4 separate regions of the Mus musculus genome follow, and regions 1, 2 and 4 are each linked to region 3. A link is a contact called in public Hi-C, HiChIP or PLAC-seq and Micro-C data. All regions are on one chromosome and are shown on one strand. The core of a region is the stretch at or near the end of the contact, and the rest is flanking DNA. Distances in the headings are between cores, read along the strand shown. Region 1 holds the start of Bend4 (BEN domain containing 4). Region 2 has its middle 66 kb from the start of Shisa3. Region 3 holds the start of Atp8a1 (ATPase, aminophospholipid transporter (APLT), class I, type 8A, member 1). Region 4 holds the start of C330024D21Rik (RIKEN cDNA C330024D21 gene).

What was found. A called contact is a pair of places that touch in the nucleus more often than the background predicts. HiChIP or PLAC-seq counts read pairs in DNA pulled down with a chosen protein or histone mark.
Region 1: a Micro-C map of embryonic stem cells shows a contact between it and region 3, with 3 times the contacts expected there. The contact joins the promoter of Bend4 here to the promoter of Atp8a1 in region 3. A contact is called at or near these places in 4 of 39 promoter capture datasets (the HPC-7 cell line, embryonic stem cells, pre-B cells and 1 more), 3 of 484 Hi-C or Micro-C datasets (embryonic stem cells and nephron progenitors), 3 of 115 datasets of contacts at active chromatin or transcription factors (bone marrow-derived macrophages, embryonic stem cells and memory CD8 T cells) and 2 of 9 other capture datasets (embryonic tail and liver).
Region 2: a Hi-C map of the N1E-115 cell line shows a contact between it and region 3, with 4 times the contacts expected there. The contact joins the enhancer-like site here to the promoter of Atp8a1 in region 3. A contact is called at or near these places in 5 of 39 promoter capture datasets (the C10 cell line, the HPC-7 cell line, embryonic stem cells and 2 more), 6 of 484 Hi-C or Micro-C datasets (the N1E-115 cell line, cortical neurons, muscle stem cells and 2 more) and 5 of 115 datasets of contacts at active chromatin or transcription factors (embryonic hindbrain, embryonic stem cells, forebrain and 1 more).
Region 4: an H3K27ac HiChIP or PLAC-seq map of embryonic stem cells shows a contact between it and region 3, with 5 read pairs. The contact joins the promoter of C330024D21Rik here to the promoter of Atp8a1 in region 3. A contact is called at or near these places in 3 of 39 promoter capture datasets (embryonic stem cells, hippocampal neurons and liver) and 1 of 115 datasets of contacts at active chromatin or transcription factors (embryonic stem cells).

The regions. Positions count from the first base shown.
Region 1 is chr5:67,426,409-67,429,108 of GRCm38.p6, reverse strand. It overlaps Bend4 (BEN domain containing 4), which reads left to right and starts at 1,310. Exons shown (of 5, transcript NM_001164806.1): 1 at 1,310-2,043. The coding sequence starts at 1,530.
Region 2 is chr5:67,540,691-67,543,390 of GRCm38.p6, reverse strand. No RefSeq gene overlaps it. Among named protein-coding and RNA genes, the nearest start is that of Shisa3, 66 kb to the left of the region's middle. Within about 2 kb of position 1,385, at least 4 of the 459 cell types and tissues checked have an H3K27ac peak or open chromatin away from gene starts, as enhancers often do. A contact at or near this core is called in the N1E-115 cell line, where this site is marked.
Region 3 is chr5:67,846,121-67,848,820 of GRCm38.p6, reverse strand. It overlaps Atp8a1 (ATPase, aminophospholipid transporter (APLT), class I, type 8A, member 1), which reads left to right and starts at 1,390. Exons shown (of 37, transcript NM_001038999.2): 1 at 1,390-1,659. The coding sequence starts at 1,611.
Region 4 is chr5:67,462,563-67,465,262 of GRCm38.p6, reverse strand. C330024D21Rik (RIKEN cDNA C330024D21 gene) reads right to left here and starts at 1,365. Exons shown (of 8, transcript NR_110363.1): 1 at 1,245-1,365. RefSeq lists a cis regulatory region at 787-1,849.

The DNA of each region.
Region 1 (2,700 bases), core at 61-2,560, 420 kb after region 3:
GTCCAGAGTGGGTGAGCAGAGACTCTGGAAACAGCAAGGGAGAGGAACTCTTCCAATGGGAGAGATCTGGAAAATGAGAGGCCAAAGTCCTGGCCCCCAGGAGAAAATGGGTCACTTTCCCAAGACTGAAGGATAGCTCTGAATAAAAAAGCAACTCCAGATTGGAGAGATGAGCTTCATTCATCAAGGACCTGGATAATGATGAACGAGGTTGAAACCCAAGCTTGGGAAGAGGGGATGCAGGGATTGGGGTAGGCCTAACTAGAGGATGCTCCCTTTGAGACAGGAAGGAGTGACTGGCAGAGGCCGGAACCCTTCCTTGTGTTTGAAGAACCTTACGGGGCAGCTTCGGCAAATTACTGAGATCTTCATCACTGAATCCTTAGCCCGGTGGTGCCGGGTAGTATGAGCAACGCAAGGAAAGGGTGATCCCAGGCCACTTTGGTCTTGCAACGTATATGCATAGATAATATAATAATGTTCAAAGCAGTCACCATCCCAAAGGGAACCGTGGGATCATTTTGTTCCCTTGAATTGCACTGTCTACCAGCTATTTTACATTCTGAAGACCTATATGTAACCGTGCAATTCACTCACAAACTCCTCTGCGTGAATTTGCATATTTCCCTTTAGTCTTTCAGAGCCTCAGTTTTCAAATCTGGTCTTTCAGAGCCTCAGTTTTCAAATCTGTAGAATGGAAAGAAATGATGGCGCCTCTGTGCTCTCTCGCCCAGCTCCCTATGGAGAACAAGCGAAACAGTATGGAAGCACTAGGCCCTGAGTGCTTTCTGGTTCGGCCGCCAGACCTGGGACAGCAAGACCCTAAGGCAGGACAAACCTCCCAGCGGCCTGTGCCAAGTCCTTCGAGATGTTCTTTTTCGGGAGGGGGGCGGGGGGAGGGAGGTGTAGCTTCCTTCTAGAAGAACTTGCTGTCCCACCCTTGCACTCTGGCGACCCCGCCCTAACTTCTAGGTACCACCCCCTTCGTGCACTCCGAGAGTTGGGAGGTCACGCAGGAGGGCGCCGGGAACTCCTTTCCAAAGCTCGGACCCTGCGGACAACCGCTGCCGCCTCACGTCCACAGCCGAGAGAGCCGGGACGCCACCTCTTCCACCTGTCCCCACCGGGACGCCCTCCAGGTTCCGTTCCCCCACCGGGTCCCCTCGGGCCACGGGCTCCCCCTCCCCACCTCCCCCCACGACCCTGTCCGAAGCGCCGATCGCGCGGGCCGCCCGGGCCCAGGCCCCGCCCCGCCCCCATCATCATTAGCAGATATTACCCTAAACACTTGCTCCTTACCTCCTTTCTCCCTCCAGGCATTGGCGAGGCGGGCTGTCAATCAGCGCTGGGCGGCAGCCCCCCGCGCGGGGGCTCGGAGATGCCAGGCTCGGCGACAGGCAGCGGCGGCGGCGGCGGCCACGGCGCAGACACACGCCTTCCCGCCGGCGCGCGCCGGGGTAGAGCAGGCGGCCGGGCGGCCGAGCCACCTCCGGAGCCGCGCGCGGGGCGGGCAGGGCCTCAGACTCGGCATGGAGCCCGAGATGCAGGCGGCGGAGGAGGGGCCCAGCGCGCCCCGCATCTACAAGCAGCGCGGCCCCTACAGCGTCCTCAAGACGTTCCCCAGCCGGCGGCCGGCGCTGGCCAAGCGCTACGACAGACCCTCTCTGCTCGAGCTGTCGCCCGCGCGGCCGTCCCCGCTGCCGCCGCCGCCGCCGCCGCCGCCCTTCGCCTCGCTCGCCGCCGTGCCCATCAGCAGCAGCGAGCCGCCGCCGTTCCCGACGCAGCCGTCCTACCCGGCCGGGTCAGGCCGGGCCCCCGCCGCCGCCGCCGCCTCGTCGTCGTCGCCGTCCTGCACACCCGCCGCGCCCCCGGGCCATCCCAGGACTCCGGCGCCACCGCCGCCGCCGCCTCCGCCGCTCGCGGCCCCCGCCGCCTCGTCGTCGTCGTCCTTCGCCGCCGTCGTCAGGTACGGCCCTGGCCCGGCGACCGGCGCTTGCAGCAGCGGCGCGGGTAGCGACGGCGCCAGCCTGGAGCTCAGTGCAGGTACAGACTCCCGGGCCGCAACTTTGCGGAGCTCCGAAGGTGGCGTGGAGGGGGGGAGGGCGTGGGAATCGGGGGGTCCGGAGAGGCTGTGCGCGCTGTCCCCGTGGTCCCCGTGGGCCTCGGGAGCGTGCTACGCTCGGGCAGTAGTAACTTCTGGAAGATTCCGGGGCGCCGCGGTGACCCGAGCTTCCGACGGCGCGCGCGCCTTAACAGGTGGCTGTGGGGTGCGGGCTCCTGGCGAGCACCCGGGAGGGCAGCGGGAGAGCCTGTGAAGAGAGCAGGCCCTGGGCGGGGAGCTGGGGAGGGGACAGGCCCCGGGACAGCGGGCTGAGGCCACTCCGAGGAGACGCCCATTTTATTCCCGGCCACTTCACTTTTTCCCCCACGCCACACTTCCCTTTCCCGCCTGCCCGCCCGCCCGAGGTCTACTTGTCCTTCTCGGAGGTTCTTTGCCTGGGGGAGTGGGGGGAGCTGACCTTTGAAGATCCCGGCCCCAGTAGGGCAGACCTGGACCACTTGGGCTCCTCCTGGGGTCTCTGGGTTTCTTGTTCTCTGTGCGCTCCGGTGTCCATGGCGCACAGTCCCCCTAGCTTTATCCGCGGTTCTGCTGCTCTGGGTTGTGGGGTGGGGAGTGAAGATTTTTTGGCGTGGGCAAGG
Region 2 (2,700 bases), core at 136-2,635, 310 kb after region 3:
TCTCCCTCCCTCTCCCTCCCTCTCCCTCCCTTCTGTAACTGTGAGTGAACAGGTTTATAACTGAAAGACATGGCAACAGAAGGTGTGGTGGGCACTCATGCTTTTCTGCTCTAAACCCTGGGAGGCAGAGATTGTGGCTGCTTATTGCCAGATGAAGCCATTGTCTCTAAGGTTGGAGACAGATGACATTTTAACACCCTGGACTGCTTCGTTTAAAAAATGAAGACAGCTCTGAGAGATATATGTTAATGCAGCTACTCGTTGCCTTTCTCATCGCTGAGACAAAATATTCTATAGAAACAAAAAGGAATGGCCTTTTCCCCTTCGGAGTTTCAGGGGATAACAGACCACCATATCAGAAAAAGTATGGCACCTGCAAAAGCTTGTCTTCAGTCATTCAAGTCTTTAAAACGGGAACTCAGAAGTCGGACGGCCTCTAAACAGCCAATATTTACGTCTCATAGTCTTAGATGCTGAAATGTCCAAAATCGAAGTTGCCAGTTGATTCTGACAAGAACTCGCTTCTCCTTCTTCTTTCTCCTTCTTTTCTTCTCCTCTTCTTCTTCCTCCTCTTCTTCCTTCTCCTCCTCCTCCTCCCCCTCCTCTTCCTCTTCTTCCTGCATAATCAACATGGCAGAAGGGACAGGGTTGGAGTTAGGGTTAGGGTTATCTTCTTCCTTTCATAATCATGAATTAATCAGACCCCAAAGACCCACCTGCAAATACCATCACCTTTGGGTTAAGACTTGCACATGTAAATACAGTAACATGAACAATTAGTCCATTGAAAGGAAAGAGAAAGAAAAAGGGGAAAAGAGGAGTGTGGGCCGAGAAGGGAAGAGTTCAGGAGAAAATGGGAGGGTGCAGGAGGGAAGGAGAGGGTGTGTGTGGGAGGGGAGGGTGTGGGTAGGAGGGGAGGGTCTGGATGGGAGGGGAGGGTGTGGGTAGGAGGGGAGGGTCTGGATGGGAGGGGAGGGTGTGGGTAGGAGGGGAGGGTCTGGATGGGAGGGTAGGGTGCAGGAGGGAAGAGGAAGATGAAGTTGGGACTACAAACCATGAATTTCCAGATTGAGGGAGCCATCCAATTTTTAAGAATCCTAAAATCAAGTGCAGTCCCGAGACAGTGGAACAGAGAAGCAGGCTCTGAATGAGAGAGAGAGAGAGAGAGAGAGAGAGAGAGAGAGAGAGAGAGAGAGATGGCCTCTGTTATCAGCAGCCAGACTGAGCACAAACAGAAGGGAGGTGCAAGTGGGTTCAGTCCGTCCCATGGGGTTCACCAGGGTTGTCACACAGCCAGCCAACAAGATTGCACCAGGCGGCTGGCCTATCCCACTACCTCCCCCCAGCTGAGGCTTGGCTCTCATTCTGCAGTATAGTGACAGGCTGGGTGCTCTGGGGACAGCCACTTAAAACTCCCTCACTCATCCCCTCTAAAGGAGGAGTTTGTGATGAATAGAGTAGCCAGAGAATCTACCCCACCAGCATCTCACCGGCTCTTCCCTCAGCAATCTCCCTTTGGCTCCATTAGTTTTCCTTTATTGCTTTTTTAAAAAAAATTTTTTTTGACTTATGATATCTTGCAAATGGGGGAGCGATGCTTCGCTATCAAGAAATCCAAAAACAAAAGGTAAGCTTTTACTTTTCTTACAGAGACATAACACTGAAAACGGCCAGTCACGGTATCAAATCAACACTCAATTCTAGGTCTCTACAGACCCACGTTGGCAAGCTATCTGCTTCCTTTATTTACCAGGTCGGCTCTGAATGTACAATGATGATATTTCTGCTCTTGTCCTCATTAGTGATCTCAAGGAACAAAAACACAACGTCGTAAGACAATGGTCTGGGAAGATATGGTTCAGTTTGGCTCAGTTTTGGGTTGTTAACGTTATGGTGGTGCATAGGAGAGGTTTCTATTTATAGGTGAAGCAGTATTCCCAGTTGATTCCCCAACTGATATCCCTCCCTGCACCCATGTCTTTGTTGTGGTGACCAGTCATATTTTGCAGTGCTGTGACACAGACACCCTATGGGAAGGTTATTTATCTAGGTTCACAGTTTTAGAGAGTTCAGTCCCTGTCACATCAGGGCAGCAGGAACATGGGACATGCCCTTTCCTTCTTGACAAGCAGGAGACAGAGAAAGAAGAGGATTGAGGACCTAAGACAACATTCAGAGACACCCCCCAGTGACGTAGTTTCTCCAACTAGGCCTCACCCTCCCAATGTCTCCCAGAAACAGCACCAAGCCCTCAAAATGTGAGCCTCTGAGGACATTTCATATGCAAGTCATAACACATGGCTCCATCACACTCACCCCGGCCTCAGGACTAGCCATGTGACTTGCCTTGCCTAGCAGCATATAGGGAGAAGCAGAAGGAGGCCAGTTCAGAGCCTAGGATGGAAGATGCTACAGCTAGGTCCACCTCCTAGCTTGCACCTTTACTGGAGTCATGAGAAGAATATGCCCTAGATGGCTCACCAGATGAGGAGGATGTGAACCCCTTGGAGGGGTCACACTACCAAGCCCAAAGGCCTGTACTAGACATCACGGTCACGACCACTGCATCCTGCCACACATCCACCAGCTCCTCGGTCGGATGTGAGCAATGACACGTAATTATTGTTCTAAGCCTCCAGTCTTGAAACAGTTTGTTAGACAGTGGCACCAGACCTTTGCAGGAATTGATGCTACAATTAA
Region 3 (2,700 bases), core at 141-2,640:
CCTAAGGAGATTCCAAGCACACTGGAAATAATATGTTTCCTTTGTTCTGATCCCAACCACTGAATAAGAGACAAGTGGAGAGGGTTCCTCATAAATATGTATTGACCGCCTGGGTATTAATGTGAGTGAGTGAGGTAGAACTCTGATTAGTGAATGAGATCTTCCGGGAAGTAGAGGAACTATCACGAATGGAGAGAAGATGCTATTAGCGGATTTTATTTATTTGTCTTTTTCCTTATGCTCGAGTTGCAGTCATATCTCTCTCTCTCTCTCTCTCTCTCTCTCTCTCTCTCTCTCTCTCTCTCTCTCGTTCACCCTCTACCCATCTCTCCTTTCTGGATCTCAAAGGAATACTAATAAAAAGCCTTGCTACAGGCTCTTTCCGCTAGGTGCCCAGAAGAACAGTACACGAAGCCAGTACCTTTTACCTTTATTCCTTTCTTACCCTGCTCAGGAGCTTGCTAGACACAAAGCTCCCCTCATCCTATCTCGAGGCTGAAATCGGGAACAAATTAAAAATACTGCATTTGTTTCGACTTGTTAGATTGGATTTTACTACACAAAATAAAAGGCACTGAGGTCGTGCTGGTCTCTAGGACATAACGACTTGTAATTAACATCTTTATGGATTTTATACCGACGCCCCACTAGGCTTTGAGGATAAACTACTGCATCGAACTTTCTGGAGCAGAAACCACAAACAGCATAATTTTTGCTTGGTTAACCACGTGGTCAACAGTTGGTTTGGTTGCAGTTTCAGAGCCTTAACAGGTTGCAGAGGACGAACTGGTGGGAAGTACGGGCTCACACACCCACGCAGGTTGTGTGGCTGGAAGCCTTAAAACGACAAGAGGAACCGTTCCAGTGGCTTCAGGTCTCACAGCCTGCTACTACAGAGGGTTCACGTTCATCTCAGGCCAGGAGTCAGGCTGGGTGTTGAGATAGGCTAGGATTCCACTCAGAGGGCGAATGCAGGGTCCCCCCACATCAGCAGAGACGTCACCCACAGAGTCTCAGAGGCTTAGACTCAAGCTGCCCACACCGAACCCAACACCCTGGCGCTGAGGACGGTCGGTTCTATCGCATTGTAGAGCCAGAAGGTGGCTGTAGGGGATGCCAGAGCTTTCAGAGCTAAAGAAGCTCTTCCTCTTTTATTAAGGCTTGGGACACTTGTACTGGCCTCAAGGAGGGCCGAGGTGGGCCGAGAAGCCGAGAATGCTAGATCGAAGTCCCCTCCCCGCGGATGGTACGGTCCGAACTGGGCGGGACCTGGAGGCTCGGCGGCCCTGTCCCCGCCCCACTCCAGGAGGCCAGCGAGTGAGCGCGCGCCCCGCAGACCCCGCCCCCGGCGCCGTCCCCGGCTCCGCCCCTCGAGCCCGCTCCTCTGCCACTGCGGGGAGACCTAGGCGGCTCTGCGGACGCAGCTCCTTCGCCGCCTTCCCCCTCCCGTCCAGTGCCCAGGCGGCTCCTGGCGGCGACGCTGCCCTGGGTGGGAGGCGCGGCCCCGCGGCAGCTGAGCCCTCTGCGCGGCGCAGCCAGCTCTCCCGCCCGCGCGGCGCCGTGACAGGTGCAGGGTCCCCGCCCGAGACCCACCTGCAGGGGCTGTCGAGATGCCGACCATGCGGAGGACAGTGTCGGAGATCCGCTCGCGCGCGGAAGGTGAGTGACCGCCGCAGCAGGAGGCTGTGCGCCCAGAGTGCGTGGGGGCAGGTGCTAGCAGCCTGGGGTCTGACGTGAGTGTGTGTGTGTGTGTGTGTGTGTGTGTGTGGCCGGGAAGAGACACCTCATCCCATCTACACCCCCTCCTCCTTTTCCCAGTAGTCTGGTTGTCGCCCCTGATCGCCAGTGAACCCTTCCGCCAGCTCTGCCTTCAGCGCACTAGCAAATGCTTTCCAGGATCCAAAACCTCGGAATTTATGCGCTGGCGGGAGCCCCAAGGTTTCCTTTACACCGCAACGCGACTGTTCAGTCCTTGTCTCCCAGAGCACTCGCCCGGCTCTCCTCCTTCGCCAACAGCGCACAATCTTTGCAATCTGCCTGTTCCCAGTGAGTTTACCCGTGCCCATGAATAGATCCCTCCAACCTACTATCTCCAGCGCCCACCATTGTGTTGCCCCCACATCACAGCTTCCCGAAGAGCGGGTTTGCCATTCCCAGGCGTCGCAGATTCTTTGATCCACTGTTCCCAGCATCTCTAGGCTGGAAGAGCCTTAATTGGGTTTGGGTGCTCAGTGGATACCAGGCTGCGTTCCAGTCTCTGCACTTCTGCCCCCTGTGGCTCACCGGGCTCTAGTTTGAGGTTTCATTTTTGTTTTTCATTTTTGCTTGAAGCCTGCACTTCGGCCGACTGAACTGACTTGAGTAAGGTGCATGCTGCTTTTGTTGCTCCACCCAGGGCCAGCTGTTGAGTGGTTCCACTTGTAGGAAGTGTGCAACAGATGCCCTAGGTTATGGGCTAGGACGCTTTGGCAAAGACTGAGATGGTGCTGTGCACCCTGATTGAGGAGCCCTTCTCCTCCTGTCTGGCGTGTGGCAGGCTTTCAATAAACACCTCTTGGTTTTACTAGGACAAAAAGGAAACGGTATACTTTTATTTTCTTTCTTTTGTTTGTCTGTTTTTCCATTCCAGTAACTCTGCCCTTCAACGTTGTGGAATGGCACTATTTTGAGAAATAATCTATCTTGTTACCGTCACTGATT
Region 4 (2,700 bases), core at 116-2,615, 380 kb after region 3:
TCCCAAGGAGTCTATGGCCCCTGGATTCCTTCCAGGACACTGTCTGGGTGTCTCAGTCTAGAAGCCTGGATATAACCTGAGTGAGACTTAGTGTGACAAGAGGGGCACATCCTCTGCTGTGACAAATGACACAGCTGAATGTCCTCCACCCTGACATCATGGCTCAACTCTCCAAAACCCACAGGAGGTCCCTTGAAGCAACTGATAACGCTATCTGTGTTTTGCCTAAAAGAGCTCTTTACCAATTATGTCTAAACAACTGTACCCATCACTTGTACTCCCTAACTTGTGTGGAGGTATCCTGAGAACGTCATCATAAGGTAAGGTTTATGATCCTTAATCCCTAATTCTGAAACCCAGAGAGCTCTGTAAGCCAAGTTTCCCTAACGCATTTGGTAGGAAAACCTGAGCTTGGGCAAGACTGCTAATTGAACTCAACCCCATGGTGCATTTCGCTGTGGAAATAGGAGGATACTATGAGATGATTTCATAACCTCCAATGGCAGTATCATACCCTCTAGTACACTGCTTCTCAACCTTCCTAAATCTGCAACACTTTAATATAGTTCCTTTTACTGTGGTGATCCCCCCCTGCATCATAAAATGATTTCATTTCTACTTTATAGCCTTAATGTTGCTACTGTTATGAAATGTAATGTAAATATTTGTGTCTTAGGCGACCCCTGTGAAAAGGTTATTGAACTCCCAAAGGATCTTGACCCACAGATAAAGGACCACTGCTTTAGTATAACACCAACCTTGAGATGCCTCCAACATATATGTTTTAAGGCTTCGCATGTACAACTAGCTGGATGTAATACTAGGCTGGCTAGTTTTATGTCAACTGTACACAGGTTAGAGTCACTGGAGAAGGGGGAGCCTTTGAGGCAATGCCTCTAGAAGATCAAACTGTAGGCAAGCCTGTACGGCACTTTCCTCATTGGTGATTGATGTAGAAGGACCCAGCAAATTGTGAGTGGGGTCACCCCTGCATAGGTGGTTCTGGGTTCTATAGGAAAACAGGCTGAGGCAACACCTCTCCATGGCCTCTGCATCAGCTCCATCCAACACAAGGGAAGAGGCTGAAGAAGCCCCAGAAAAGACATTAAAGAATGGAGGATCAGGGGGACAAGGCAAGGTCGTGAGTGGAGGGAGCGCCAGCGGGCAGGGCCCGGCCCCCGGGGCTGTGGCTTCGCCAGACCTGCTGACGGAGCACCTGAGCTCAGCTTCCCAAGGAAACTTACAGAAGGAAGGCTTTATTTGGCTTATGGTTCCAGGACAAGTCCATCTCCATAATGATGGGGAAGCGTGGCGGTGGAGAGGCATGACAGCGGATGGCAAGGATGGCAACCGGAAAAGGAAGCTGAGAAGTCACATTCCGGAATCGCGAGTACAAATAGTGAAGAGCAAACTAGTAGTGTCACTCTTTAAAGTCCCTCCCCCAGCTACGTAATTCCTCCGGGAAAGCCATGCCCTCTAAACCTTCAGCAAACAGTAGCACTTACAGCCCCCAAAGGTCAAGGCTAAGGAAGACATTTGTCTTTCAAGCTACCTTGCTCTCAGCTCCTGCCATGGGGCAAGAATCCCAGCCCTTGCCCCCTCTGAGTTATGGAACAGCCTTTTTCTTCTTCTTCTTCTTTTTTTTTTCTTTTTTTCAAATTGATTGAAATTTTCATGTAGTTTGAGCTGAGAATCACAAAAAGAGGAAATAAAGATTATTTCAAAAGGTGAAAAAATGTTCAGAAATTGGTCAACTAGGATGGACGAGATGGCTCAGCAGGTAAGGGTCTTGCCATCAAGCCTGAAGACCTTAGTTCGATCCCTAGGACCCACACATTGGAGGGAGAGATTCAACTCTCACAACTTGTTCTCTGACATCAATACTGGCACCATGGTATGCTCACTCTAAATAAGTCAAGCTCTCTCTAAATAAACAAATGGTCTTTTTAAAAGTTAGCTCTTGGTTAATTAGAAAACAAAACCAAATTCTTCAGCACATAACACTCAAGATATTAAGATGTCAAATATAAAGTATTAAAAACTTTAGCCAGGTGGTAGTGGTGCCCACTTTTAGTGGGACAGCCTTCTGATCAATTCCTTTCCTGTTTAAAGTTACCAAAAGAGGTTCTGTTTCTTTGGCTGTGAGAAATGAATTCACATGAGTAGAAAAGTAAGATTAGAGGCTGGAGAGACGGCTCCCCGGTTAAGAGCGCTGGCTGCTTTTTCAGAACTCCTGAGTTCCATTCCAGGATCTAGTGGCTTACAGCCATCTGTGATGGGACCTGATGCCCTCTTTGGGGCACAGGTGTACATACAGACAGAGCATTCAAATACATAAAATAAATAAATAAATCTTTAAAAAGAAGAAAAGAAAATTCTTTTCTTCTTTATGTTAAAAAAAGTGATGACTGCTGTTGGGGAAAGATCAGGGTCCTTTTAGAGGTTTGACAATGAAGACAGACATTGGAGCAACTGCTAAAAAAAGATTGGCTAACAGGAGGTGTTTGAGGGGTGACAGGTAGGGAAGGGTGAAGCTTAGGTAACAGGGGACAGGATGATGTAGAAGAGGGGAGGGAGGAAGGCTGGGAAGCTGGGGATAGAAAGAGAAAGGTTTATTTTTTTCGCTAAGGTCCAAGTTGGCAGAAGTGGTGGGAGGTGGGAGGCTTCATGGAGCAAGTGAATTATAGCCTGGTGGCTGCG